Regions from separate parts of the Mus musculus genome. Here all the other regions are linked to region 4. Evidence: chromatin contacts called from public Hi-C and promoter capture Hi-C data. All regions are on one chromosome and are shown on one strand. Each heading gives the region's core, a stretch centred on a gene start, on an enhancer-like site or on the middle of the called end of the contact. The rest is flanking DNA. Distances are from core to core; before and after follow the strand shown.

Region 1 (4,662 bases), core at 649-3,148, 2.5 Mb before region 4:
TACTTGAAGACCCAGCTATACCACTCTTGGGAATATATCCAAAAGATGCCCCACCATGCCACAGGGGGTTCCACTATGTTCGTAGTGGCCTTATTTATGATAGCCAGAAGCTGGAAACAACCTAGATTTCCCACGACAGAAGAATGGATACAGAAAATGTGGTTCATTTACACAATGGAATACTACTCAGCTGTTAAGAACAAGGACATCCTGACTTTTGCAGGCAAATTCATGGAACTAGAAAATACCATTCTGAATTAGGTAACAGACCCAAAAGGTCATGCATGGTATGTACTCACTAATAAGTGGATATTAGCCAAAGAAAAAAGAAAAAAAATCCCATGCAGAATACACAAGATATAGTCCACAGAATTCAAAAGACTCAACAAGCTGAAGTGCCCAAGTGAGGATGCCTCAGTCCCACTTGGGAGAGAGAAGAAAGCAATCACAAGTAGGAAGGGAGGACAGGATGGACTTAGGAAGGAATGTGGACAGGGTTGGGGGGCAGTGGGGGGTAGAGGGAAACCTAATCTGGTATTGGGTGAGGGAAAAGGACTGAAGCCCTGAGGGCCACCAGAAAGAATGTAAACAGGCCACCTCAGGAAATGGGAGGTTGGGGGGAACTCCCAGAATGCACCAGATACCTGGGAGGTGAGAGACTCTCAGGACTCATAGGGAGAGCCCTTTGATGAAATGTCCAACAGTAGGGAGAGGGAACTTAGAGATCCCAACTTGAGCCTGCTTTCTTTGTGAACCAAAGGCTACCAGCCATTAGGCCACACAAATCACAATGGGCTGGCACTCTTCCATTATCACCAATTAAGAAAATACTCTAAAAGCCTGCCTACAGCCCAATCCTACAGAAACATTTTCTCAACTATGGCTTCTTCCTTTTGGATGACTTTAGATTGTATAAAACTGACACAAAACCAACCAGAAAAAATGACAATTTTATTAATTTTATATTAAAAATTAAGCAAAGAAAAGGTTGAGTTATAGCAAACCCAACTGACCTAGTTTTCCAAAATGCTTAAAAAGTAGATCAACATTATTTATATTTTGATCATCTAGACCATGATTAGTATTGACTTAAAATATATTTTCCTCAAGTGAAAATACATTTAATATTAAGGATAGAATTTTCTTAGGTAAAGAAAGAGCTCAGCAACATATTCACTATGTTAACAATATTTATTTTGAATGATCAAATTAATGGTAATCATAATTTCTATTTATTTCCTCTTTGCAGTACTATTTTCTCCACCGTGAAATTTTATTACTTTAACAAGAAATTCACACACATAAGCATAAACACACGCACACACACACACACACACACACACACACACACACACACACACCTACTTCCAACATTTCATCCTTGACTACCAATGCTCAAATTCAATTAAAAAGGATAATTTATTTCATTGAACAACTACTTACTGGTTCCCTGGTCCAGTGTGTTGGAGATTCTGCACTAGAAAAAGCAAATATTTGTTCTTGGATTCATGTAAATTTGGTAGGATGGATGATAATGATACATTTAATGAGAAAATAAAGTCATATTGAAAAAAGTAAACATTGAAGGGAACTGAACAGAGAATAGTCACAGGCAGACACTCTCCGGGTGTAGTAATCACTGAAGGCTTTTCACTGGTTTTTAAATGTATTCAGGGACTTAATTTTGAGCACTCTGTGTGTTGGAGAAGGGAGGAAGGAGGGAGGGAACAGTGGAGGGAGGAAAAGAGAAGAGGAAGAGGGAGAAGGAGAGGGAGAGGGAGAGGGAAAGAGGCTTCATGTATATGTTTATAGAGAGAGACTGTGGCTAATTTAGATTGAGCAAGTGAGAGTGGAAAAAGATGATTCACAGAAGTAGCCAGAATCCAGATCGTCACAGATATGGAATGCCATTTTTAGGTTTTGAGAGATAAGTGGAAACAATGTACTGTGGAAAATAGCCTGTCTCTGTGCAAGAATAGATGCAGATAGCACTCTAGGAGGTGGCAGCTATTATAAGGAAGAAGTAACCTATCTAGGCAGCAGAGTTGGGGAGAAAAGACAAATGGTGAGCCAGGAGATAAGGGTGGATGCTTTTAGTCAAGAATATTCCTAGCTTAAAGATCCTGAGTACCTTCCTAGCTTAAAACACTTAAAAGTAGATTGCTATTTTGATACTCCAAGGCTTATTGGTCTGTCTGGGATGCACTTAAAAGCAGGAAAAAAAAAAAAGCAGAAAATTTGTCTTTGGAGCCAAGTGGAAGAATACCATGATTTTGATGTGCACTTATTTGTACGTGTGGAATCATTCTCTTTGCATTTTTCTCTAAGGCAGTTTTGGGGATGGAATCCAGAGCTTTGTCCATACTAGGAAACTGTTCTGCCACTGAGTTACATCCGCAGCCTAGAACTAGTTTTTAAAGATATTTCAAAACAGATATTTATATTTATCATTTCTTTTTTCATGTGATTCCTGTGAGTCACAATCAACATTGACAATAATCTGAGCTATCTGTAAATTCCAGTGTGAGCCTGAGTCACTGTTCCTCAGCTGGGAATTTGCCTTTAGTGAAATGATATCACAATACAGGTTTGTACTTAATTGCAAACAAATCATCAATGGCATATAATGATCTATTGCAATCGTCAGACATAAAATTTAACACTAATGAAGTATTTCGGTGAAGCAGATCCTGATGTTAAGGTCAAAATTTACCAAAAGTTAAGATTTTTAGTTGGGACTTTATAGGATGACACCTAATTACCAACTTCATTGTTTTTTTTTTTTTTTTTTTTTTTTTTTTTTTGAATGATGCCTTTTGGCAGACACAGCTGAATCATAAAGTAATAAAATGAACTTTGAAGGCCAGCTGCAGCCTCAGCTCTTCCATGTAAGGTATAAAACATTTGTCATTTTCTTCCCACAAATATCTTTAAGATAATTGCTATTTTGGATGCAGGTTGTTGTGATAAATGACACCCTCTCCTCTTCCCTTCCTCTTCAGAAGAAAGAAGTATACTTGAGTGGCTATTTACAAAGCAGAAAGTAAAGTGACTTACATGGTTGTTTGCATTTTTTATGAGAAAAAAATTACTAAGACTTTGGCTGGCTTTTTTTAGTGTCTGCTTTTTGCTCCAATGGTGATTAGCATAGGAAATGATGTATGTAATCTTCATTCAGATTGTGTGTACATATGGTTCAGAACTAGAGACTGATAATCTGGAATGCAAATCATAGTGAGTGATTTGGTCTCTGCAAAAGTAATCTGCATAAAGTCAAAGGAATAGCAAGTTTGTAAAGTAGTTCAGTGAATATATATATATATATATATATATATATATATATATATATATACACACACACACACATATATATGTATATATATATTTGCTCTATATTTCAGAATTTCTTTTATTTAGGCTAAAATAATAAAAGCTTTATTTCTATTTTTTATTAAATAGCATCTTCTAGTAGTAAATTGTAGCAAAATATAGGGTTGCTATAAGTTTTTGAAATTATAATTACATTATTACTCCTTCCCTTCCCTCCTTCAAACACTCCTGTTAATGTTGTCAGTGTTCTCTTTCAAATTCAAGGACTCTTTTTCTGTAGTTGTTATCGTGTGTGTGTATGTGTGTGTGCGCGTGTGCACTTGCATGTGTCTTTGTGTATGATAATATATATATATTCCTAAATACATTAATACTTTTCATTCTCTAAAATGGTAACTGTTCACATATGATTTAAGGGTTGACCACTTATATTTGGATAACCATTTATGGGGCTCTTCTCAGCGTAATATTATTTTCTTCCTCTTCCATCATTCTATACTTGACCATAGATTTGTGTCTAGGATTTGAGTGCTTCCCCCCAATTGTGTCTTGGTGGCATTGTTGTTTAGACCTTCATTATGCAGCTATATTGATGAGGCTTTGTTGTGCCCACCTCGACCCGGCAAGGAAAATGCATCACGGTCGGTCAGATTCTTCTCAACAGCTTTATTCCAGGAATGCCTCGATGCTATGGAACCCCAGGAACCCAGGGAGGACTTATATACACCCCAGCACTGGGGAGGGCTATGTGTCCTCCTGGGATTGGTCAGTCTGCCGGTACCTTAATTTGCATGCACCCGCTTGGGAGGAGTTGGCGCCAGATTCCGGCTAGCACCTGCAGTGGTGTTGTTTACGGTGACGGTGTACTGGAGACCAGTGCCATCTTTTAGGCGTCGGCTGCCTACAAGGCTTCATGGTTACAGACTCACTCTGAGTTTTCTAAGAGGCACAATCTTGCAGCACACTCTCCATTTCTCTGACTCCTAATCATAATGTAAGAAAGAATGCAAGGTGCAAGATATTTATCAGAAAATGATCAGGACCATGGAGATAAATGTGGAGATACCCTCCCTTGCACAGCAGGCTTTTTCTCTGTGGCCCTTGTCTGTTTTTGTTTCCTTTGGCTTTATTTCAAATATCATTGACTCTATTGCAAACATGATTGTAACCCCATTTGGTAGTTTTGGTGTAATTTACGTTGAGTTACACAATAGCCTCAAGTGATTCATTTTGATTGAGTCACTTAGCATTATTTTCTCCAACAAGGAGAACCAAGGGTTTTGGCTTCTTGCTTTGTGGACATTTTTTCCCATTGATTTCAAATATTTCAGA
Region 2 (4,608 bases), core at 810-3,309, 2.6 Mb before region 4:
CGGAAAATAAACTTCACCTTCTGTACATAAGTAAGTATTTTGTTTATCAGTAGTATTAATTATTTCTTTTACTTTTGAGATTATGATACAATTTCATCATTTCCTTCCCTTTTCTGCCTCAAACCCTTCTATATACCTCTCTAATTAATGGCCTCTTTTTTCCCCATGAATTCTTGTTATGTATGTATATGTATATATCACACACACAGAGACACACACACACAGACACACACACACACACACACACACACACACACATTCCTACATAAAACAACTCAGTCCTTCTAAAGTCTTATCAATATAACTGCTTAAACATGAGCTGAGAAAGGACAAAGATAAACACAATGGCGTAGAAGGGGAAAGCCAGAGAGGCTGTAACACTACACAAAAAACTGTAGGCAACTGAAGACTGCTGCGAGCCACACTGCTGTGATGCTGCACACCTTTCATTTCAGCACTTGCTTGCGAGGCAGAGGTGGCATCTCTCTGAGTTTGAGGCCAGTCTGGTCTGTATGGTGAGTTCCAGGACAACCAGGACTATGTACAGAGACTGTCACAGAAAGCAAATACACCAAATTAAAACAAAATAAAAAAAATAAAAAGAACACTGACAGCTGAAGAAGTCATCGTCCCCTGAATGAACATACCAATTGGTTATGCAATATGGAGTGGTCAGCCCTGAAAACATATGTACATGCAAATTATCAATACTATTTAAGGTGCTTCCTATGGAGAGTTTATGTATGGGCTCTGGTGCACATTTAGAGGTATATGTGTTTCCGTAATTACCAGGAAACAGAAACTTGGTAGGAAGTCCTATTGCATGAAGCAGTAGACTCAATTTTACCAAGTCTAGGGAATGCAGATGGTGTGGTGCACAGAGCCTTGGGCTGCCTGGTCACTGGTTTAGCTATGTGTTAAAACTTAGTGATCTGAAAGCAGGGATGCTATAATCCTGTAGCTTGGTTTCTGCCCTAGCTCTGCTGCTTACAATAGTTGTTGCTTTGAGCAAGCTACAAAAAACCAACTGCTCTATTAAGGATTGTAGAGTAAACTCTAATGCACAGCCAGGATTCACATATGGGAGCTATCATAAGCACACATACACATTGATATGCATAAACGACTTTTCAAACACGTAGATTAGATTACATCTGCTGCCTCCTTCAAAACCTTCAACAACAACTCCGATGTTTGGAATCAAATTAAACTCCTTCCCATTATCTCTGTCCCTCCTTTCCAGTTCCAACTCTTGGCCACTCCTCGCCTTATCATTTCTGAAGGTCAGTGCTCCAGTCTCTCCCAGTCACTGGCATTTGCAAAGGTTTATGCTCCATAGCATTGATGCTCCCCCTTGGGCTTCATTTGTGATCATAACATCCCTGGTGCATTCAATTGAGCTTCACTTGCCCTTTTTCTTAGTTTTTCACATTTGAAAATAAGGAGGAACACCCCTGGCCTCACATTAAATAAAAGCGCAGCTTGAAGCATGAGGTTCTCAGAAGCAGAATAAAACACTTCAGTATTTAAAAGTTAATCAGCATTTTAATTACTGAGTTTTAAGCTTTTCTTTAAAAGGAGAAGCAAAACACATTCACACTGACAAACTAAGTTTGAGCCCGAAATGTCAATTAGAAACCTTGAAAGGGAAAGCAGAAGCTGGTCAGAGGAGAGCAATCTGCTGAGAGCTGCTTCCCCATCTGATGGCCCTTGTGCCTGTGAGGCTTGGGGCTCCCTAGTTCCCCAGAAACCTGAGGCAGGTTTTGCTGGATGTTTTGGAAGAGCTGCAGCAGGGTTGCATCAGCCTTGTTCTGCCAGCTGAACCTTTTGTCTCTGGCATGCTAGAAGCTAAGCTGAGCGCAAAGAAGAAATGACAGGAGCTCATGGAAATGTGAGCTTTGATTAAACCATTACTCTAAATAGATCCTCCCTTACTCCTTCACAATCCTGAGCTGAAGTTCAAGGTGGAGAGGAACCCAAAAATTCCCCCTTTCCCCTGCTGCCTTCCAATAATGGCTTGTTTGAAGAATCCATTTCTTTTGTTCAGTTTTGACAGTTCAGAACCCAGCAGGCAGTTTGTTTCCTGTCAGTTCCCCAGCCCTTGCTGGCAATCTGAACTCTTTCAGTGTGAGTGCTGCTTGGCTGGGAAGCCTTGACTTGGAAATTCTTCAGGGTCATAGAGGCCTAAGTGTCTGCGGCGGTAACGCACAGAGGTTTGCAAATGAGAAATAATCTGTTTTCTTTTCTCAGGCAGTGGAAACACCCTAGGGCTGTTCATTATTTTGTACTTTGTTGATCAATTTTTCATATGTAGCTGATTTAGCCAGTTTGTTAATCCGTTTCTCTTTAGGAAGCTTTGTCATGGCCTACATTTACATACTGTAATGCTGTTGGCGCCCTCATTCCCTTTACACTAATCTGTTTCATAACCCTATAAAAACACCCGACAGGGCCAGACAGAGGGTTCCCGTGAAATCGCAGTTTCTTTTCTTTACTTTTTTTTTTTTTAAAGATTTTTATTAAAAATATTTGTTTCTGTTTTTTGGATCTGTGTGTGTGTGTGTGTGTGTGTGTGTGAGAGAGAGAGAGAGAGAGAGAGAGAGAGAGAGAGAGAGAGAGAGAGAGAGAGAGAGGGAGAGAGAGAGAGAGAGAGAGAGAGAGAGAGAGAGAGAGAGAGAGAGAGAGAGAGAGAGAGGTGCACATGTGTGTAGGTGTGAGTACTATACCACCCGAGGCGAGAGGAGTCTAGGTGCTCTGCATTATCATTCTCTGCTCTATTCCACGGAGACAGGCTCTCTTACTGAACATGGATCTAGGCAGGAGTTAGTGATGTCTGATCCTCCTGTGCCCATCCACCACAGTACTAGTTTATGGACGTGCAGGTCCATGAGTGCCTTTTAATATGGATGGTCAAGATTTAAATTCAGGCCTTCATGCTTGTGCCGATATTGCAAGCCCCTAAATTTCAGTTTCTAGATATTGTTCTACACGACCCAATCATAGTTTGGATTTTTTTTTCCCTTAATGGAAGAAAGCAAAATAAACTCCATCCCACCCTCCCCTTTTTGAGACAGGTCTCACTGTAGCTCTGGCTATCTTGGAACTCACTATGTAGACTAGGTTTCCTGGGTGCCTCTGCATCCTAAGTACTGGAATTAAAGGCATGTCCCACTATTTTTATTCGATTCAATTTCCATACCCTCTGTACTTCTCTCAAGTCTCTTCTTAATTTTGATCCTGCCACTCTTATTTCCTCGTCCTCCTCCTTTCTCAGGTAGCAGGGGGCATGAGGAACTGGGGATAGCCACTGGAGGATCCTAGACACCAGAGAAACCTGCAGCTCCCAGGACCCAATGGAATTGACTTAAGCCGTAATTCGCAGAGAAGGGGGAGATAGAACCTGTGGAGACCACCTTCAGTAGATAGGCAAGGCCCCTGGTCCAGGGATGGAGCCACCTACTCATCTCAAAGATTTTTTTAACCCAGAAATGTTCTTGTCTAAAGGAAGAACAGGGACAAAAAAGTGGAACAGAGATTGAAGGAAGGGCCAACTGGGGAACGGCCCCACCTAGCGACCCATCATGTATGCAGACACCAAACCAATACTGTTGCCATGGTGAAGAGGCGCTTGAGGACAGTAAACTAGTGTGGCAGTTCCTGGGGAGGTCCAGCCAGCAATTGACCAATGCAGAGGTGGATGCTTGGAGCCAATCATCAGGCTGAACTTGGGAAACCTGGTGGGGGAGCTGGTAGAAGGATTGGAGGAGTGGAGGGGGATTGCAACCCCATTGGAAGAACAAAATAGGTTGGCCTGACAACCCAATGCTCCCAGAGACTAGATCACCAACCAGGGGATCGTTGGCTCCAGATAAGTATGTAGCAGAGGATGTCCTTGCCCGACAGCAGTAAGATGGGAGGCCCTTGTTCCTGGGGAGGTTTGATGCCCCAGAGCAGGTGGGTGCTGGAACGGTGTGGAGGGAGAGTAGGGATGAGTGGGGGAGCACTCTCATCCATACAGGCAGAAGGGAAGTGGGTGGGCAGATGTGGGATGGGGGGTGGCGGAGGATTAACACGGAAGAAGAATATCATGGGATGGTGGGTTTGTGCAGGGGGTAAAAGGGAGGTAGGATGGCGTTTGAGATGTAAAAGAACGGGATGATAAATAAAAATTAAAAAAAAATAAAGTCATGTCCCACAATTCTTGGTGGAATTATTTTCTCTTGATGTGTTTTAAAGGCAAAAGAATTGAAAAGAGGGAAAAGAAAGTAAACGGCAAGAAACGCAACATCCAAGCTTTGGCTAAACAGGAAGAATACGTTTTCTTGACACATTTTATTTTACATTAAAAAAGAAATACATCATCAAAAAATGTTTCCTAATATGCAGGAGGAATCCTAGCAGTCATTCAGCAAACAAACTTCTTCAGATGAGGCTCACTCAGTTGATAATGGGCCCAGGAATGGGCTCTGATGCTACCCCCCCCCCCATCATTCACGGGTTAAACATATTCCAAGGACCACAAGTAGGTGTGATTATTGTGTGGTTGTTGTGTGAAGCCAATTAAAACTAGTAAGAAGCTTTCAAAGACTGAATTAGTGACTTCTACTG
Region 3 (4,699 bases), core at 1,123-3,622, 2.8 Mb before region 4:
AATTTTGTGTTTTCCAAAAATTTGCTTCAGCCATTTAAAAGTGTTTTTCTTTTCTCCTTATTTTATATGTTTGAGTGTTTTGTCTGATGTATGTCTGTGTATCATGCATTTTCAGTACCCATGGGGACTGGAAAAAGGTATTAGATCCCTTGAGACTCAAGTAACAGATAGTTATGAGCCACATTTTGAGGGCTGGAACTCAAACCAGGGTTCTCTGGAAAAGAAACCAATACTCTTGAATGCTAAGTCCTCTTTCCAGTTCCCGCTTCAGCTACTTTTGATAAAAGTACATGAATATGATAGAATTATCATAGGAAAGATTGAACACAAGCTTAGCAATAAAATCTCCACATCTTCCGATTGTCAAATACAGACATACTGATTTTAAACAATTTATTTGAATGGAAATCCTTTACTGAATGGATTCAAAGCAGTGCATCTTAGACTTCCTATAAAGTGCTTTGGTTGATTTCTTCAGCGAGCAGACTACAGTGTGGGAATGAGTGGGGTGGGGGAAATGGGGTTGAGTCTTTGGAGGAATTATTCACATAGACAAAATCATCACGTATCTACTGTCAGCCCAGATACAGAGTTCAGATTAACCATAACTGGAAGGGAGAGCTGGGACTGTGGCTACATTATGCTTCTACAATTGAGAGCTTGCTCTTCATCCCACTTGATTTGGAAAGACGACTCTGAGGAGGATGGAGGCCGAGTGGCCGAGGCTAAAAGCCTAACTGGGAAGGAATTAGAATCAGTGTTAGATACTCTCCCTCATCTAACTGGTATATGACATTTTTGGAAATTTTCTTCCACCAGTTTTCAAATAGAACTATGGCCAGAGGGTCCATAGATGTTTTACTTGAAAAGAAAACAGGATGACTGTCTTTAGTATTAACTAATTTGCTACCGCAATTTTTTTTTTGCAGTATAGTGGAGTTAATGCTTGTGTTTCTTAATACCAACAATAGATTTGTGTGTTTGTTTGCATGTGTAAATATCAAGTATTTTTATCCTAAAATAGAAAAATAACACCATTTTTATTAACTTAAGTCTAAAATTCATGGAGGCTTATGAGAGATTTGTCAGTGGTTAGAGCACTTACTGTCTGAGGGAGCAACAGAGTGTGCTTCCCAGCACCTACATCGGGAGGCCCACAGTTCTAGTTCCAGAGGATCTGGATATCCTCTTCTCTCCTACCTAGGCGCCCTCACACACACACACACACACACACACACACACACACATATATATATATATATATATATATATATATATATATACACACACACACACACATACATACACACACACACACACAAAGAGAGAAAAAGAGAGGCAACTACCTATGAATGAAAAAACAGTATGAGAATAAAATTCTTGCCTCTTTCAGTCTCTTCCTTGACACAATTTTTTTTTTTCATTCTACTTCCAGTATCGGAAGACAGGGTATTTAAGAAAATTCTTATTTATTTTATTATTTTATAAACAAAAGCCTAACATTACTACTGAAGTATAATTAAAAGCACTATTAATACAATGAAGATGAAGACTTCCCTCTGGAGATCGGTTTAGCTAGCTTTCAAATACATTTATTCAAGAGAGGCATTACTATTATGGTAGTTCATCCCTCTTTTTATAGCAAGCCCCGTGGCTGTGTCATCCCCCGTGGTCTATTAATCTCTTACTGCATTACCCTGAAATTGTGTTGGTTATAAGTAATCATAAACTGCCAGCTTTGAAACTCTAACATTTGTTAGCTTCACAGGCAGGAAAAAACCAGTGATAAGTGAGGTTGTTAAAAAGTCAAATTAAATGTTAATTGATGCAAGGGCACAAAGCTTTAAGGCACTTAAGAGTTTATATGTAGGCACTACATTTATTAGACCTGACAAATTGTTCTGAAGACTTTCCGTAGTAGACATTTGCGTTTATATATTTTTTTTTTGTACCACTCTTCTCAACTTGATCCTGACAATTCAAAACCAGTCTGAATACTGCTTTTGTTAGAGGTTTACATAGTTTCATATGAAGCCACAGGCAAGATTCTAACTCCATCCTATATATTTACAATGTTTTATATTTAAGCGGTGTGGTGATCTAAGAAAAGAATCAAAGAACAGACTATCTTAGAAATTTGCATAAAGAGAAAAGGACACACATACTCTTGGGGAATTAAAGAGAAGGTTCTTTCTTAATCATCTCATACATTTAAATTACTCAGATTTGCATAAATGCTGAAGTGTGAATTGTTGCTTTTTTTTTTTTAAATCCAATTCCTTTTCAGACCATTGCTAATTATTCTTGGCTAATGTGGTAAAGTTAAAGGCACAGAGAATCACTGATAACTGCTTGGCTTTCTCTTCCCCAGTGCTGACAGTAGGCTGGCAACACAGATCCCCTGTCTGATAGACAAGGCAGAAGTGGGCTGCGATGGTGCTGTTGAGACAGCTGGCTTTCTTGCGTCTTTGGATGCTCATATACTGAAAAAATAGGAAAGTATGTGTGTAGCTCAAAAAGGATCATGTTTTATAGAAATGGCTCACTTATCACCAAATTTTGCTGGATTTTTTCCTTATCAGTAGAACTGGCCTAGAACCAGTTAAAAACTGGATTCTGTTTGGTACTTTTAAATATCTCACATTTCCCACAAATTTGTTGCTTATGAAGTAATGGCAAATACAGTAACAAACAAGGGGTCAAGACCATCTGAAGTGCTCTTAGGTGATCTTGATTCATATTGGATATGGAATTTTCTGTGGTCACAAATATGAAAATTCCCAGCACATTCATGTGTAGGGTGTGTGTGTGTGTGTGTGTGTGTGTGTGTGTGTGTGTTGTGTGTTGGGGGTAGAATGTTCTTTTCTGAATCTGCCCCAATTTATAGAATTTCTCAGATTGCGATTGCGATTTTTCTCAACTGTGCTGTGGATTCTGACACTCCCTTCTGACATGCCGTTGGAGCAGCCTTGTTTTCTTGATTACAATGTATTAGAATTTTCTTGATTACAAGGTATTAGAATTAGGACTCCAGCGAAGCATTAGCATTGCTGGAAGGAAGTATGAAAAGCATCTGTCTGCTAGAAATATACGTGTATTTGGATGCGAACCTTGTCAAACAAAATTTAACAGACATTATTGCATGTCCACATTGTTCTTTATTGAGTAGAATACACACAGAAAGCTATAATACAGTTGGTAGCCATTAGGCTCTAGAAGCCTACTCAAAAAGGGTGGTAAATGGAGCAATGGTGCCATTGTGTCTCATTATTCAGAATATTCAGCAGAAAGGCCAAGCTTATCAATCTAGATGTCCATGAATCTAAAAGTGCCACAGACAGAATTTAATTTGGTCAGCAGTAGCTGCTGTAACAAATATTTCCCCAACGGTGTAACAGAAGCAATGCTTACATATAGCTTACAAAACCATACTGCTTGAATTTCTGGCTCTCCAAGTAGTGATGCTGGCAGGGACCAAGACTCCTCACATCTTACGACTCCATCTCATGTCTGCACATGCTTTCCAGGATTATTATGGTTTTTCTAATTTGAGCTTCGGAAGAGTGTGGTGGCTCTTCCAGAGGAAGTGTAGAGTGGCGCAGTCACACATCAGTGCTGCCTGCCCTCTTTTGGAGAAAATATTCTACAGCTTGCTTCACTGAGGCTGAGAGAACTGATCCAGCTATGAGTTCAGGAGTAGAGGCATGTGGATGGTGTGTGCCAGCCAGTCTTTACCACACGGTGCTATTTTGGTTTTTATCTCCGTGTGAATATCTATAAAAAGTTAGTTTATAATAATCTTCAAGAGGCAAATATGTTCTAGAAAAAGTACCTATTTTTTTTAAGAGAACAAAGTTTTCATTATTAGTATGTGTATTGGGATTTGAAGATATGTGTGCATGAGAGGCCAGAGGAGGGAGTGCTATCCTCTGCAGCTGGAGTCACAGGTGACTTCAGCTGTCTGACATGGTTCTGGGAGACATATTTGAGTCCTCTGCAAAAGCAGAACTTGCTCTTAACCACTGAACCATCTCTCCAGACCAATGTCATTTTAAAAATTAATTTTTCTTTAGTTTCAATATTATTCAACAAAGTGATAGGACCTTATACCTTATCTTAATATTACATTATACAGTGTGATAAAATAAGAAATTTACGTCTCATCTAGGCTTGATTTCCTAAGTCAAAGCTTTTTACATCCTTGTAGCTGGGTGCTGGCAGGTTCCTTTGTTGTAAGTTTGGTCTTCAATTCTGATTTCTGGCATAGGAAAGAGCTTTATAATTTCTTGAGTGATAGAAGCTTGCAAGACAGAGCTTCCAAATTCACTGAAATTTCTTTGATGACAGAAACATCTTTTGTTCTAATGAGGCAGGTCTTGGCATACTCTTGGATACTCTCATAGGACCTGGTTGCCAGGAGACCCAATGATGTGATTAGGATGTTGGGATTTTTCTTCCCACATCTCTTGATCTCCAGGGATAGTGGAGGAGTTGAAAGCTGAGGTGACAATCATGATTGAATCAGTCAAGCCTACACAATAAAGCCATAACGCCCCAGAAGGACAGGGACTAGGGAGATCACATAGATGCCTTGGGGGAGGTTTGCTCAAAGAGAACATGGAAACTTAGAACTTGCTCTTCTCCTTATTTTGTGATACAATATCTACTAAACTGGAATTTTCTCTCTCAGATAAACTGG
Region 4 (4,508 bases), core at 559-3,058:
ATGGAAGCGAAACGATCTCCCTGGAACAAATAATTAAAATGCTGCATCATTCATTTTCTGAAGAGCTATGAGCCTTCTATAGAATCTTTTTTTACTCCGCTACTGACAGGCAAGGCATACAAGGAGTCTCTTTAGAAAAAAATTATATATATATATATATATATATATATATATATATCCATCCCCGTTTTCCTTCTGTCTCTTAAAATACAACCCAGCGCTCCACGGGGGGAGGGGTTTTCCTCTTGGCCACCTGGCCTATATGTTAGAGTTAAGATTTCTTTCCCCTGAAAAACAGGTTTGAGGTTATATTAGTCTCCAGAAGCCCTTCTTTCATCAACGTCCTTACATCTATTGAATCCAATTCTTAAAATTATATATATATATATATATATATATATATATATATATAATTTTTAAAAAATCCTAGCACCTGTGAGTGTATAGAAGATCCAGCAGCCAAAGTCAATGCGTTCTACAGTACATATCCTACATAAGACATACACTGATTGCAATCAGGCAAAGTAGGAACGGATGTCGATGAGTACCTATGGTGCAGAGCGCTCAGGATCTCCGAGGTTCGCTCCAAGGGGCTTCTCAGCGGGAGGGGCAAACTCTCCGCGAGGCTGCATTGTATCCGTCATTCTGTCGCCCAGTATCTTCCCCTCTTCCAGCCACCAACTTTCAGAAAGGCTACCAAATCACGCTTGTAATCCTTTCAGAGTGGTCCACCTTTAGACTTAGAGGGAAATGGTCGCTGCATAGCGATGGGAGAGCCGAGCGCGCACCTAGCGCGGTGAAGCTGGCGACCGTGGGCTCAGGACCACTGCTCTCTGTGCTTGCTCCGGATGGCAGGCAGGCTGTGCAAGTGTCCCAGGACCTGGATGGCCTGATCAAAGATCTTGATGCTCTTCCTTCAGTGGCAAGCGCCCCGGTTCCCGAGAGCCCGGGTCCCTTTCTGCATTTCTCTTTATCTGTATCTCGCTGAAAGCTTGTCTCTCTCACAGCGCAATCCCTGCCTGCGGCCTCGGTCTACTCGAGGAGATAGAGCTAGCCCTTGGCTTTCCCGAGTGTCTTTGCTCTTTGCCCTTTGGATGGGTGGGAGTGGGGGTGGGTGGCATGGAGATGAGAGAAGACAGGGTGGGGAGAGACAGAAAGAAGGCAGGAAGGGGGCGACTAGATCTCAGATCCCAGCATTGGTCAGGTGGCGGGGTGGGGGGTGGGGGGTGGGGGTGAGGACACAGATACAACAGTATGGCTGTACACACCACATTGCACTTGGCGTTGGGAAATCTCAGGCAGAACACGAAGGCGATGTGATCCCGTTGGCGGGTTGTGAATCCCCTGACAGCCCACCATTGGAGCGCCTTCACTTCTTCAGCCAGAGGACAGGGAGCGGTGGGCAGAGGAGGGGGGCGAGCGTTCCAGGCCAAGGAGACGCTCCCGGCGGCGGCGACAGTGGCGGCGACCGCATCTTTTAAAGACTGACCTGCTTTAAAAGTACCGCTTTGATGGCCTAGGAAATAACTAAAATCAGATTACACGTTACTTACCGAACGTCTGCCTCTAAACTGGGAGCGCCAGGTCAGGGACTAGAAGGCAATACAGAAAACGCAGGGCTGGAACCCGAATGCAAAGCCACCAGCCGCCCCCAAATCGCGCACCGAGGGAGCGGCGCTCCGGAGCCCCCAGATCAGCCCATCGCTGGAGCCTCCGCCAGCTTGTCCCCCCGCACCCCCGGCCCCTCCTCCGCGCCAACTGTGTAAATCAGCCGCCGCAGTCCTCTCGCCGCGCATCGCAGGCAAATCCCTGCTTAGGAAGCAAGTGATTCTCTCTCTCTCTCTCTCTCTCTCTCTCTCTCTCTCTCTCTCTCTCTCTCTCTCTCTCTCTCTCTCTCTCTCCTCTCTCTCCTCTCTTCTCTCCTCTCTCTCTCCTCTCTCTCTCCTCTCTCCTCTTCTCTCTCTCTCTCTCTCTCTCTCTCTCTCTCTCTCTCTCTCTCTCTCTCTCTCTCTCTCTCCCTCCCTCCCTCCCTCCCACCCTCTCCGTTTTCTATTTATTGGTCACAATTTGCCAGCTCCACTAAGAGAGATCCTGTCAGGAAGTCAGCATTCTGTATCGGTGGATTGATTTCTAACTTTTGCAAATGAGAGATGGCTGTTTGGAAAATTACAGCTCAAACTAAAGGGGATGGGGTGGGGGGAGATGATCAAATTAAGAGCATGTGAACTGTATCGGGGGCAACATCACTGAATGCTTACCAGGAGCCATTCCAAGTGGTTTGTAGAAACCGCCAACATAGGTGACAAACTGAAAGTACTAACATTTCCTCATCTCTTTTTACTTGCTAACGTGGGGGTTTGAGGGGGGTGGTGATGAGACTGTAGCATGGTTGGAAGGGGGTGGAGATTTGAGGGAGAGGAGTCAGATACCAATTGGTGACAAATGAGATGAGGACATTAGGAAGATGCTTGCACTCATGAAAGTGCTCCATGATCCAGGGGACCACTGACTGCCTCCACTGCAGTCTTGTTAATGCAGTTGCTCAATGTTCCTCCATCCAATCTGCAGGGCAAACCAACGCAGTTCTTTTTAATAGATCCTGTTCATTAGCCAACTGTCTTGGAGAAAGGGTGGCATTCCCACGAACTCCCAAACATGAGAGATAGGGGGAGTTCCGTGGGAGACATCTCTGTGACTCTCACTATTCCTTTTAGATGTGAAAACATCGAATTGCCCAAGACAAGTGAAATTATGTATGTATTATCATTGTAAGCATAACACATCAACTGGACCATATTTTCAGAAGTTTTTCAAGGAACTCCAGCTTATCTCTTGAAAAGACACAGGGCTTTTAAATTGTTCATGACAATCTTTATGAGAGGGGCATGGAGATACGTTGCCCCTTCTTTTATGAGGTTTTGTTCATTTGTCTGCTGTATAGGCATATTTAATCACAGTCTAGGGCCCATATTATTATCATTATAAAGGAGAGAATAGAATTGGTCAGGCCCAGAAAGATGGCCCTGTTCAGTTTTATGTAACACATAGGCACACAAACATAGTTGATTCAGAATGGTAACCACTTTGGTATTCTGTGAAGTGGGGATTTAGAATGTCATACTTAAAATGTTTCAGTTTGTTCTTCAAAATACTCAGTGTCCTTTAAGATGATTAATAAAGTATCTCCAGTGACCCAGAACATGACCAAAGCACCATGACATCAAGCTTGTTCTTTTTAAATACAGCGTTTCAGTTTTATGGGGCAAAATTCAAACTTTTATCAATGTTTTCTAGGTCAATAATGCCTTCTTTGTGAGTCTTTGCTGTGTGAAAACTTGGGTGTGGAAGGGACATTTGTCATAGCAGTTCCCCTAATGAGGTTTCCCAATTTGGTTTCAAAGAAATTTATGCAAGAAATACTGCCAACAAACTATCCTTATTATTATTATTATTATCATTATTATTTTCAAGAGTCAGATGTAAGAGAAACCCAACTGCAGTAGTAGGCTGAGGAGTCAAGAGATGCTTCAAGCCTTGTTGAGTGGCTGCACAACTTAATTCCTGGGGTTGCCATATTCCACGTAGGCAAGTATGAAATCACACACATGCCTTTCGCTTCAGGGCTGGGGAAATATAACCCTGAAGGAACCTCATATCATCCTCTCTATATTACCTGACTTTCTTTGACTTTTGGGTCTATTTTTACTTCATTTGATTTTCATGCTTACTTTTGATGCAAAGATTCCAAATATACTCCCATATATCTTGGCTCTAAGGAGCATGGCAAAGGTGAATTGATAGAGTAAACTGATGATATTAAAGGTGAACACTGTCAGCACAAAAAAATTCATGCCAGATTTAAAAAAAAAATGTGTGGACTAAAACACCTTTCATGTGTCTTTGTTTTGTAGTGTTCACTCCAAAGATGTTTGTTGCTTTAGCTATGGCTTTACTTACTGAAACTTACTTTCCACATGCTATGGAAAAAAGAAACCTCCACTTAAAAAAAGATACTTTTTATTGATGATGTAGTAGCAAGTAAAAGTCAATGTGACATGGATGTTCTGAAATGGGATTTATTTAAATATGAATGATTAAACATTTATTTCCCCATCAATGATGGGGCAAAGTTCAAGGTTTTCATCTGGCATGTGTTGGAATTTACAGATGACAGGACACTTGAAAGTGGCCTTTCATCTGGCATGTGTTAGAATATACAGATGACAGGACTCTTGAAAGTGGCCTTGTAGCATGAGTGTAGAACAAGAATGCTGTTGAACACGTTTTTTTCAATGTCATCAATTTTTAAAGTACAAACACACACACACACACACACACAAAAGCCTGTGAAAGATTTTGGCTGCCTTCACCTCACAGTTGGGACTTGCTTATACAATTTCTTCTAGTTTCCACAGCCTATATAAAGCTCAGTTCTCATTTCTATGTCATTAAACGACTAATGTTTACTAATTCTAATATCTATACCTCTGTCTCTTGAGCACTGAAAT
Region 5 (4,492 bases), core at 1,260-3,759, 2.6 Mb before region 4:
TACTGGCCTGCTCTCCAGTCATTGTTCCTATCACAGAGGAGATTAGCTAGCGGTACCCCACCCAGTACCTCATACTATACAGAGGGGTGCAGGGAGACTTGTTTTAATTGCTGTTTCAGGGGCTCATGAGCAGGAGGACATGGTAACAAATTGCAATGTATAAAAGGAAGAGATTGCCTAGCTGACCAATTTGTATCGTGACAATTATTAAATTATTAAGGACCCAGTTGAACAAAGATTTGTAGTACATATTATAGCAGACAATCGTAAAAGGAAAATGCCCAGAGGCCTTAGGATTAGGCCCTTACTAATTATTTTCTGAAATAAGATGGCATTGATAACTTTATATCTCACCTCTCTTCATTATGGTGTTCACACTGGGTGGATAGATTTACCACTTCAAGAAATGTAATCTTTAAAAATCTTGTGAAATAATTTTAAAAATTAAAAATATGGTGTTTAGTCATTACTCATAATTTAAGAACAAAATATAACCTAACAATTCAAAAGCTTCCCTAGCATGATTCACATTCAATATTCCTTATAGACCAGGTCATTTTTTTTTTTCTGCTAAAATTACACTACCTTTGTATCCATCGATTTGGGAAGGTCTAGCTCGCTGTGAGTGCAGGCATCTCTGGAAAGGTGAGACTAAGTTATATAAGAAATCAGACTGAGGGTAGCGGGATAGCCAAGTAGTCAAAGAAAAACAACTGAACAACCACGGGAAGCCAGCTAATATGCAAGGCTCATCCATGTTCTGTGCTTTAGCTCCTGCCTGACTGCCTTAGACTCTTGTCCTGGTTTTTCTCGGTGATGAATTATGAGCTGTAAGATGAAATAAATCCTTTCTTCCTCCTTTTATTTCCTGCCTTTGGTCAAGGTATTATTGTCATAGCAACAGAAAAACAAACTAGAACACATTTTTATTTTATTTTATTTTATTTTATTTTATGCCTTTTGGTTAAATTATACTATCCATTTGTAGTTTGTTGTAGTCAAAGAAATAAAATACTTAATGAAAACAAGTGAAGAATAGATAACAAAGTTTCTCATTTTTACTTTGAGTGATTTACAATTAACCATAATTGAAGGGTAGAAATGGAGGAAGGAAATGGACATGAAGGGTGCCCATGATACCTGAACCCAAACCCACCCAAAACTTCATGACTTGGAAGTTGGTGATAGTTGAACAGACACTTAATGTAAAAGCTGTGTTAAGGGAAAGTCATCTTATGCAAAATTGCTATAAATGCAATAATCTAATATTTTTTTCTGTGAATAGAAAACATAACATTTTGATAAGTGAAAATATTGAATAGATTAATCACAATGGCTTCCGAAATTAACAAGTATCATTAGCACCCACTGAACTATCTGATTGTGACATGCTCTGTTTGCTGTGCATTTGCACTGATTTTCCCTCTCAATCTTCCAATAGCTGTATGTTGAAAGTGGATGTTTCTCTTTCCATTTCTCATTAAGGGAACTGAGATTTCATCCCTGACTGGAAAAGAATAGAACCAGGAATCACAGCTGTCAATCTCACTCTGTAGCTCTCACTCTGATCAATGTTTTCCCATATAATATTGGGTTTTTTGAAATCATAGAAATATCTAGATTGGAAACAGGCAAGGCATATACCCAGCTATGTCTGGTGAGGACTAAGGTATGATTTCTACAGTTCTAGGAGACGCTCATTTTCCCTTTGACGGAGGGTGGACCAGTGTGTCCATCTGTTATACAACTGAGGGCTGCCACTTTCTACTTTCTGGTCTAGATCTCTCAGGAGTCCAAAGGTTGAAAAATGAATGAATGAATGAATGAATGAATGAATGAATAAATGAATGCTCAGACAATGATGCTGGAATTTACTGCTTTGCTTGAATTCAGACAGGAGGAGATGAAATTTGGGGCTCTTTGTGGCTTTGGATGAAAAATGAATAACCAGGAGGGAACATTCACCCTGGTTGTCAGGGAGGTTGATTTTAAAATGTGACTCTATTCTGCTCAGAGGAGACAAAAATATGTTCAAGGACTTATCTATGATATCTGCAGATACAAACCCAAGAGTGAAACAGAAGTAAAATTTAAGTAAAGCAGTGGGGAAATTAAAACATATTAAAACAAAACAAAACAAAACAAAACAAAACAAAACAAAACAAAAAAACCCTTTCAGCCAGGATGCATCATTACCCAATCCTTAAAAACAATTTGTTTTATAGAATCAGAACAAACCCCTGAAATTGACTTCTAGTCCCCCTTTTTTAAAAGGAGATAAATTGATGCTGGGAGCTGAAATGCTAATATTCAGCCTGATAAGTGTGTTTGCTTCCTGACAGACCCCTTGGAATGGGGTTTGTTAAAATGAATGCGCCGCATTCACAGGAACAGTGGCGAGGCTGGGTTCTTCTGGCAGTAAATCCAGCAATTCCATTTTGACTGGGATGTTTATCATCTCACCACTTCTGCGCTCTGTGCTGCGGAGGGGGTGGGGAAGGAGGCTGTAGTTCAGCTTGCTGGCTGCTGGTGTCATCCCATTACCGCAGAATGGAGACGGTGCCTGTTTCTATTTGAACATTTAATACATTAGTCTGTAATTTTTGTCTTGGAGGTAATGAGGCCTGACAGCTTTAGCTGGTGCATGCTAACAAACCCACACTGGTCTCTTTGAAATTCTTCGTTGCCAAAATTCATAAAGGAAGAAAGAACTTTCCGAAATGACAGTAAACATGCTTCATTCTGTAAGACACTATGGTTAACGACCTGAAACACTGAAGTGTTGTTCTGAGCTATCGATATACTAATTTGAGCTGTATTAAAACTGCTGATGATGTGAACGTTTTTGCTTTTGTTTGTTCATTTGTTCATTGACTTATTTCCATTTTTCCTTGGTGTGGGGACCTCAGGGATAAAGGATTTAATTCTCATCGTTTGACAATGGTAATTATTGTGGTGACCATGCTGCGAAGAAAGCTCTTCCAATGTTTTCCTTCATCTCCAAGAGTAAACGAAGATAAACAAGATGGTTCTTAGAAAGGTTGGATGTCTGCATAGCAATGTCATTTCACACACTGGATCAACTGCCACAGACAATAGGAGACACTCTCTGTCCTGAGGAGCCAGTCACTGGAGTCTCCTGCATTTTCTGTGGCAAGGTACAAAGGACAGTAACACAATTGGGGAAGCTTTGGAAAAGTTATTTTTAACACCATGCTGACAATTAACTGGTTCTTAAGCATAATTAATGAAGAAATCCACGGTAGGAATCATTTTTAGCTGAAATTAGCTGACAACCCAGGGCTCGTGGAGAGCTGCTGGCATTTGAAGTGTGGACTCTTGCCAAACTTGTGACAAATGCATTTTCTAGGTAAACTCCCTTTTAAGTACTCTTGTGCCCTGTCAGCTATGGCATTAAAAAAAGAAAAAAAAGAAAAAAAAGGAGCCCACTGTTCAGACACAAAGCACCTCTTTTTTGAAAGCAGTTCAATCCTGAATGTAATGTCTGTAAAAAGGAAGACCAGAAATAGAAACAATGAACAGAGGCAGGTTCGAGAGAATGCCATTACCATTGAAAATATTGAAATTGCCTTCGTTAGATTAGACATATTGATATGAGCCTTAGGAGAGATCTATTGTCTTTTAATTTATAGATTTATTAGTTACCATTACTGATAGTAAGAAGCTATCTGACCCCATGGAACCGAAATTATAATAGGTCATAAACTGTCAGGTGTGGGTGTTGGGAACCAAACTCAGATTCTCAGCAAGAACATCAAGCACTCTTAACTGCTAAGCCATTTTTTCTGGCTACTGTTAGTTATTTTAAGCGACGATAAATATCTTTAAATACCAAATTCGCTTGAACAATAGAGAAAAATAGGAGAGTCAAGTCATTGCAAGTTTAAAGGTTAGACATATTTTTCTATGCTCATTTTGAGTTAGGTAGTAGGGTACTGTGCTATGAACTTTGTGTCAAGGTCAGAGAAAAACTTTAGAAAGTCAGTTCTCTTTTTATACCATTTAGGTCCTGGGGAATAAAACTCAAATCATTTTAGTGATATATGCCTTTAGTCCCATGCTTCAGGATATAAGTCTTTTGCAAGGAAATAGAGCAATTAAGTTAATCAGGTAAGCAATTAAATTATGTAATAAGCGAGTACATTTTTTTCTAATAGAAAATATGTTTGGAGAAGATGATTTGCTATGTAATCACATTTCCCATTACAACAGATTACACATGAGTGCTTAGAAAATTGTCTTTGAGAGCTACTAATGTTTTAGAGTCCATCACTTGATGGAACGGACCAGGAGATATTATAACATGTTTCTAGGAGATAGAGAGGATCCACATCAAATGACTTAGAGTTGGATATTCAAGTAGGACTACTGAGAGTAGATACAACCCACATGTTTTCATATTGTCTTCTGTTGGAAATCTTAACTCTGAAGTCAGGCAGACTTTCTTTGTCCTTGTTTTCCTTGTGTTAAA
Region 6 (5,001 bases), core at 1,698-4,197, 2.8 Mb before region 4:
AATAGTTAGATAAGCAATTTAATCTTTTGTTAATATTATAATCAATGATTAAAAATCACATTAATGAGGGAATACAGCAGGTACCAATGAATAAAAATATTTTGGCATATATTATATGTGCTAAGTAAGTTATGTGGATATCATTCAGTTATTTGTTCTCCTAAATTTGATGTGTTGTTGTTTAGTGACCTGTATGTTTCAAGATGCTTTTTAAAAAATCCAGTTAGAAATTTTGCTTGTTTAGTAGAGTAGCAATTGTAGACAGTTGTGGATTCTCCTCCAAGGTCAATGACTTCACTAGAAACATATAGTTGGCCAAGTTTCCAATATGAGACATTATTTCCTCCTTTTTTCTCATTTAAGTGTTTTCACATTTATATTTTTTTATTTCTTAATATTAAATTATTTTACTTATTTACATTCCAGATGTTGCCCCCCTTCCTGGTCCCCTTTCCCAGAGTTCTTTACCTCCTCCTTTTTGCCTCTAAGAAGATGCTCCACCCCCACCGCCACCCCACCCCCACCCCAAGCATTCCCTTTCCTTGGGGCTTCAAGTCTTTACAGGATTAGGTGCATCCTTTCCCACTAAAGCCATACAAACCAATCCTCTGCTACATATGTGCTGGGGGCTCTTTAGTTGGTAGCTTATTTTCTGAGAGCTCATAGGGGTCTAGGTTATTTGATATCATTGTTCTTCCTACAGGTTTGCCATCCCCTTCAGCTCCTTCAATTTTCCTCTAATTCTTCCATAGGGTCCCCAACCTCAGTGCAATGGCTGGATGTAAGCATCTGCATCTGTCTCAGTCAGCTGCTGGTAGAGCCTCTCAGAGGACTTGAGCAGCCTTGAGTCCAATCAGAAAGCTGCTCTTTACTGCCAATGTATATGTGCCACTTATACATTGCACCCTTAACGATTACCTGTCACCATGGCCCTTATTTTAGTTCACAAGCATCATAACTGTGTAGAACATTGCTTTACTCTCTTGTGAACTTGCATGCTTCCTCCTGGTGCCATGAAAGCTAGATATGTAACAAGAATTAGGAAAACGGATGCCATGAATTTGAAAGAGATTAAGGGAATGCATAGAAAAGGTTAGAATGAGGAACAGAAAGAAGGAAAATGATGCAATTAATTTAAAAAATAGGTTTTTTTTAGAAACTGAAATTAATGAAAAAATACTGAAAAAGTATATATTTATTGAGTTTGTTATTTGAATATTTTATACATGTATAACATACATTCTGATGATTACAACTCCTTATCCACCCTTTAAATGTTTCTCCTTTTTATTCTTCCTTTTCCATATAAGCAACCTTAACATATTCATGAAATTCTCAAAAATAAATTTTAAATTATGAACATGAATAAGTTACATATTGTAATCATACTATCATTTTAAAGTATTTATTTAGAAATTTTAAATTTTGTATATGGCTATACATGGGCATGTATGTGTGTATACGATGCCTACAGATGCCAGAGGTGCAGCTTTTCTGTCATAGGTAGATTAGCTCTCTCACAGTACACATCTCACTTCTCTGCTTCTTATAATATTTCTTCTCCTCTTCTTTGATGGTTCCCTAAGACTTTCGTGTAGGAGTTGTGTTTTAGATGTGTCAATTGTGTCTGAGAACCCCATGGCCAGTTGTTTACACCATTATGTTCTGTTGTGGCCTTCTCTGATCATCTCCATCTGCTGCAAAAATAAGCTTTGATGAGGGATGAGAGTTGTATCTATCTATGTGCACATTGATGAATATTTAGAATGTAGTTTGAAATTATACCAGTTTAAGAAATAGCAGTAGTAGAGGAGATTATAGGTTCCATGTCCTCACTATCCATGGCTAATGGGCTGGATTTACAGCATCAAGCACACATTCTCTTATACTGAGAGGGCCTTAAGGTCAAAAAGACAATTGTTCATTACCCATAGGATGTAAGTGTCACTATTGTGTCTTTGGGGTACCTTACAGTTCTGGTTCTTGTAGTTTGTAGATGTTATAACTGGGTAGATGTGTTGGTCATTTTTTGTTGACTTAACAAAAATCAGAGTTATCTAAAATGATAAACCTTAATTGAGAAAATGTCTCCATCAAATTGTTCTGTAGGCAAGATTGTGAGGAAATTTTTTGATTACTGATTGGTGTTGGGAGGGTCAACCATTGTGGGTGGTACCATCCCTCGGCAGGTGGGTCCAAGTTAAACAAAAATAAGAAAGCAGAGTGAACTATGAAAAGTAAGCAAATAAGAAGCATTCTTGCATAGTACTATTTCAGGTCTTCAGTTCCTGCTCTGACTTTTCAAAGTGTTGGACTGTGATGTGGGACTTGTAAGCTGAAACAGACCCTTTTGTCCACAAGTTAGCTCTGGTCAGTATTTTAGCAATAGAAATGAAACTAAGACAGTAAAACTACTGGTTACTTTTTTCTCTTGACAGCTTGGATAGCCCGTTTTTTATACTTTGAAGGCTAGTTGGCTTCTAGTTTCAGTTCTTTCGAGTACTTTACCCAAAGCATATAGTTTCTTTATCAATAGAGTCTTACCAGCAATTTTCTGGGAAGCAACAGAGGGCAGCATTAATAACCTATGTTGTTTTCATGGTTTCTTACACTTTTCTAACTGACAATTTGAAAAGGACTATCCTATGACTGACACTGGATTTTCAGGGGGACTGTTGCCACCTCAAATAGTATAACTTCATTCTAACTATTTTTGTATACACATGAATCTAACACTATGATTTTGTGATAATGATTGCAGTCAGACATTGGAAGATTGAATGAAGTAATTTCCCATAACATGTTTTAAGGCTTTGTGGTATAATTTTAAATAAACCAGAATGATAGATCAAAAGAATGTGTTCATTTTATCCCCTTAATCACAGAGTGTATTTTATTATTGTGGCTGAGAATACAACATAACAATGTGGACCATATTTCATTAGAAAGTCGCTCAGGTTCCCAGAGTATTGTCTTGTAGTTGGCATTGCAACTGAGTATTTAATAATGTATTTTAATACTCTAGATGGCTAGTTATTTTGGCAAAAAAATGTCAGCGAATTTCATGCACATCACCTTATTATCTTATTTCTTTTATAAATTAAGCTTTCTTAGTGAGAAGTAATATTGTTTGGGTTAACTTCGTAATGAGTAGACATTCAGGAAGTTAACAGATGGTATTGTTGGCAAAGAGAGGCAAGCAGAGCCTGCCAATCCAGATCCAAAATAAGTCTGTATTCTAATAAGGAAAAATCCACTGTGGGGAAGGGTCCAAAATAACCAACTTGCTGCCAACAGGCTATCTGCTTTCCTTTGGATATGGGGACCTGCCTGAGGTTCAGAGATGGTGGCTTTTGCTATAAAATTGGGCATTCAATCCTGATGATAGCCAAATTTGTATTAGTGAGGAGTCCATTTGTTGAGTCTATTCAAAATCCCCTTACAGTGCCATGGCTGCAATTTAAATGAACATGTTATGTAAACATGCCTGGGATTTGGGGGAGGAAAATCAAGATTGACTGGCATCTACGTTTAGAACAAGTTGTCCCCTTGATTATTGAAAGCCTCATCTTTAGTGGGAACTTTTTACTGAACATTTGCATAGGACAAAAATAATCTCGAATTCTTAGTTAATTCTGGGAGGTTTATCCAAACCCCTTTGTCTCCAACCATCTGGTCAAACCATTAGTCATTGCCCTTCAATTGTTTCACATGCAATGTCTCCTTCCAGGAAAACTGGACCACAATATGTACCCTGCTAGTTCTGCCCACTAGGAGAATTATCTTTTATATTTTTCCCCAGCATCATTCCAATCAGGGTAGGAGATACAGGGCTATAGCAATTCACTTTGTACTAGTGCCAGCATGTTGGACAGTGCTCTTTTCGAACCAGCCTGGATAAGTTTTCTCTGTGATCAACTCCTGGCAAAAATCTTGCCATGTGGCCACAGGAATAGCACTTGGAGTTACCGACTTGCTTGCTCAGGTAAGCTCATCACTATGTCCCCAGGGACTGCACCTGCTGATGGAATATTAACAGATGTCCACAGCTTACTGATGTAAATGTTTAGTGCACAACAGGCAACTTAGGTATATTTGTTAAAGGCAAAGCTTTTGCCTCTAACAGATACCAATGTAAAGACACTGAAGGCAAATTTGCAGCCAAAGATGAGAAAATTCCTCTTTAATACTTGAGCTATAGTTTTCTATTACACCCCAATATTTATGATGATATCCAGTCAATAGCCAAGTGTTTCCATGGCAGTCAACATGGTGTTACCTTCCTGTTCATAAATAAGTACATAGCGTTACCAGCCCAGTTAACAGCATGAGGTTCCTAAGTCAGAAGTAAAGGCCCCTTGTGAGAGAGTCGAAACCCCTGTCTCTCACAGACAGCAGATAGTTGGTTTATATCAGAGATAGGAGACTAAAGGTATTTTGTTGGCCTATCTTACAATAGTAGATGAATTCTCGAATTCTGTATACAGTGAGTGAATAAAAGTCAAATATTTGTCTAATCAATATTTATGGAGCAGCAGGCAAATAAGGGCAGTGTTTAGTTCTTCCCCAGATGATAATAAATCTTGGATAAGTGCTGCAGTGGGAGAAGTTTCCGATTAGGCATGTAATAATCTTTGTCATTTAAAAAGATCTATCCACCTGGGAGACAATGTGAGCATGCTTTCTGGTTTCATAGCATATTTGTTCCAACTGTACATTTTGGAACTCGATTCAAAGCCAGAAAAATGGAAAGAAGGATTTTTTCCCATGTGGGAGCAATGGCATTTCTGGAACTGTGGGATCTTCTGGACCATGTCACTCACCATTAAGTATGCATATCCCGCCTCTTGAACCTAGTTGGGACTTGGTGACTGGTTGGAGAGCAGAATGGGGCAAAATGGCACTGCTTTAGGAAATATGGCTTCCTTCTGGCACTGTGTGCTTTCCTCAGAGTGCTTATGGTGATTGGCATGCAACCACCATGCTGTAAGGAAGCCCAGG

Evidence for each region. Promoter capture Hi-C pulls out the DNA fragments that hold promoters and counts their contacts. Hi-C and Micro-C count contacts between places; a contact is called where the count stands out from the background.
Region 1: a Hi-C map of cortical neurons shows a contact between it and region 4, with 2.9 times the contacts expected there. The contact joins the enhancer-like site here to the promoter of Slitrk3 in region 4. A contact is called at or near these places in 3 of 39 promoter capture datasets (the C10 cell line, cranial neural crest and liver), 2 of 484 Hi-C or Micro-C datasets (cerebral cortex and cortical neurons) and 5 of 115 datasets of contacts at active chromatin or transcription factors (SST interneurons, VIP interneurons, astrocytes and 2 more).
Region 2: a promoter capture Hi-C map of second pharyngeal arch cranial neural crest shows a contact between it and region 4, with 13 times the contacts expected there. The contact joins the enhancer-like site here to the promoter of Slitrk3 in region 4. A contact is called at or near these places in 7 of 39 promoter capture datasets (the 3T3-L1 cell line, cranial neural crest, frontonasal cranial neural crest and 4 more), 4 of 115 datasets of contacts at active chromatin or transcription factors (VIP interneurons, embryonic midbrain, forebrain and 1 more) and 1 of 9 other capture datasets (embryonic stem cells).
Region 3: a contact with region 4 is called in a Hi-C map of cortical neurons, with 2.9 times the contacts expected there. The contact joins the enhancer-like site here to the promoter of Slitrk3 in region 4. A contact is called at or near these places in 10 of 39 promoter capture datasets (the 3T3-L1 cell line, the C10 cell line, cranial neural crest and 6 more), 4 of 484 Hi-C or Micro-C datasets (cerebral cortex and cortical neurons), 4 of 115 datasets of contacts at active chromatin or transcription factors (VIP interneurons, astrocytes, embryonic forebrain and 1 more) and 1 of 9 other capture datasets (embryonic stem cells).
Region 5: a contact with region 4 is called in a promoter capture Hi-C map of hippocampal neurons, with 25 times the contacts expected there. The contact joins the enhancer-like site here to the promoter of Slitrk3 in region 4. A contact is called at or near these places in 11 of 39 promoter capture datasets (the 3T3-L1 cell line, cranial neural crest, frontonasal cranial neural crest and 6 more), 30 of 484 Hi-C or Micro-C datasets (Sertoli cells, adipose-derived mesenchymal stem cells, brain and 17 more), 10 of 115 datasets of contacts at active chromatin or transcription factors (SST interneurons, VIP interneurons, astrocytes and 7 more) and 1 of 9 other capture datasets (embryonic stem cells).
Region 6: a promoter capture Hi-C map of hippocampal neurons shows a contact between it and region 4, with 14 times the contacts expected there. The contact joins the enhancer-like site here to the promoter of Slitrk3 in region 4. A contact is called at or near these places in 14 of 39 promoter capture datasets (the 3T3-L1 cell line, 3T3-L1-derived adipocytes, HPC-7-derived erythroid cells and 8 more), 1 of 484 Hi-C or Micro-C datasets (cerebral cortex), 6 of 115 datasets of contacts at active chromatin or transcription factors (VIP interneurons, astrocytes, embryonic forebrain and 3 more) and 1 of 9 other capture datasets (embryonic stem cells).

What each region holds. Positions count from the first base shown.
Region 1 is chr3:70,542,168-70,546,829 of GRCm38.p6, forward strand. No RefSeq gene overlaps it. Among named protein-coding and RNA genes, the nearest start is that of Gm6634, 260 kb to the right of the region's middle. Within about 2 kb of position 1,899, at least 5 of the 459 cell types and tissues checked have an H3K27ac peak or open chromatin away from gene starts, as enhancers often do. A contact at or near this core is called in SST interneurons and cortical neurons, where this site is marked.
Region 2 is chr3:70,499,367-70,503,974 of GRCm38.p6, forward strand. No RefSeq gene overlaps it. Among named protein-coding and RNA genes, the nearest start is that of Gm23477, 270 kb to the left of the region's middle. Within about 2 kb of position 2,060, at least 27 of the 459 cell types and tissues checked have an H3K27ac peak or open chromatin away from gene starts, as enhancers often do. A contact at or near this core is called in VIP interneurons, forebrain and second pharyngeal arch cranial neural crest, where this site is marked.
Region 3 is chr3:70,221,464-70,226,162 of GRCm38.p6, forward strand. No RefSeq gene overlaps it. Among named protein-coding and RNA genes, the nearest start is that of Gm23477, 5.1 kb to the right of the region's middle. Within about 2 kb of position 2,373, at least 16 of the 459 cell types and tissues checked have an H3K27ac peak or open chromatin away from gene starts, as enhancers often do. A contact at or near this core is called in cortical neurons, where this site is marked.
Region 4 is chr3:73,055,995-73,060,502 of GRCm38.p6, forward strand. Slitrk3 (SLIT and NTRK-like family, member 3) reads right to left here and starts at 1,809. Exons shown (of 2, transcript NM_001357851.1): 1 at 1,554-1,809.
Region 5 is chr3:70,480,197-70,484,688 of GRCm38.p6, forward strand. No RefSeq gene overlaps it. Among named protein-coding and RNA genes, the nearest start is that of Gm23477, 250 kb to the left of the region's middle. Within about 2 kb of position 2,510, at least 54 of the 459 cell types and tissues checked have an H3K27ac peak or open chromatin away from gene starts, as enhancers often do. A contact at or near this core is called in SST interneurons, VIP interneurons, brain and 7 more, where this site is marked.
Region 6 is chr3:70,304,469-70,309,469 of GRCm38.p6, forward strand. No RefSeq gene overlaps it. Among named protein-coding and RNA genes, the nearest start is that of Gm23477, 78 kb to the left of the region's middle. Within about 2 kb of position 2,948, at least 12 of the 459 cell types and tissues checked have an H3K27ac peak or open chromatin away from gene starts, as enhancers often do. A contact at or near this core is called in VIP interneurons and hippocampal neurons, where this site is marked.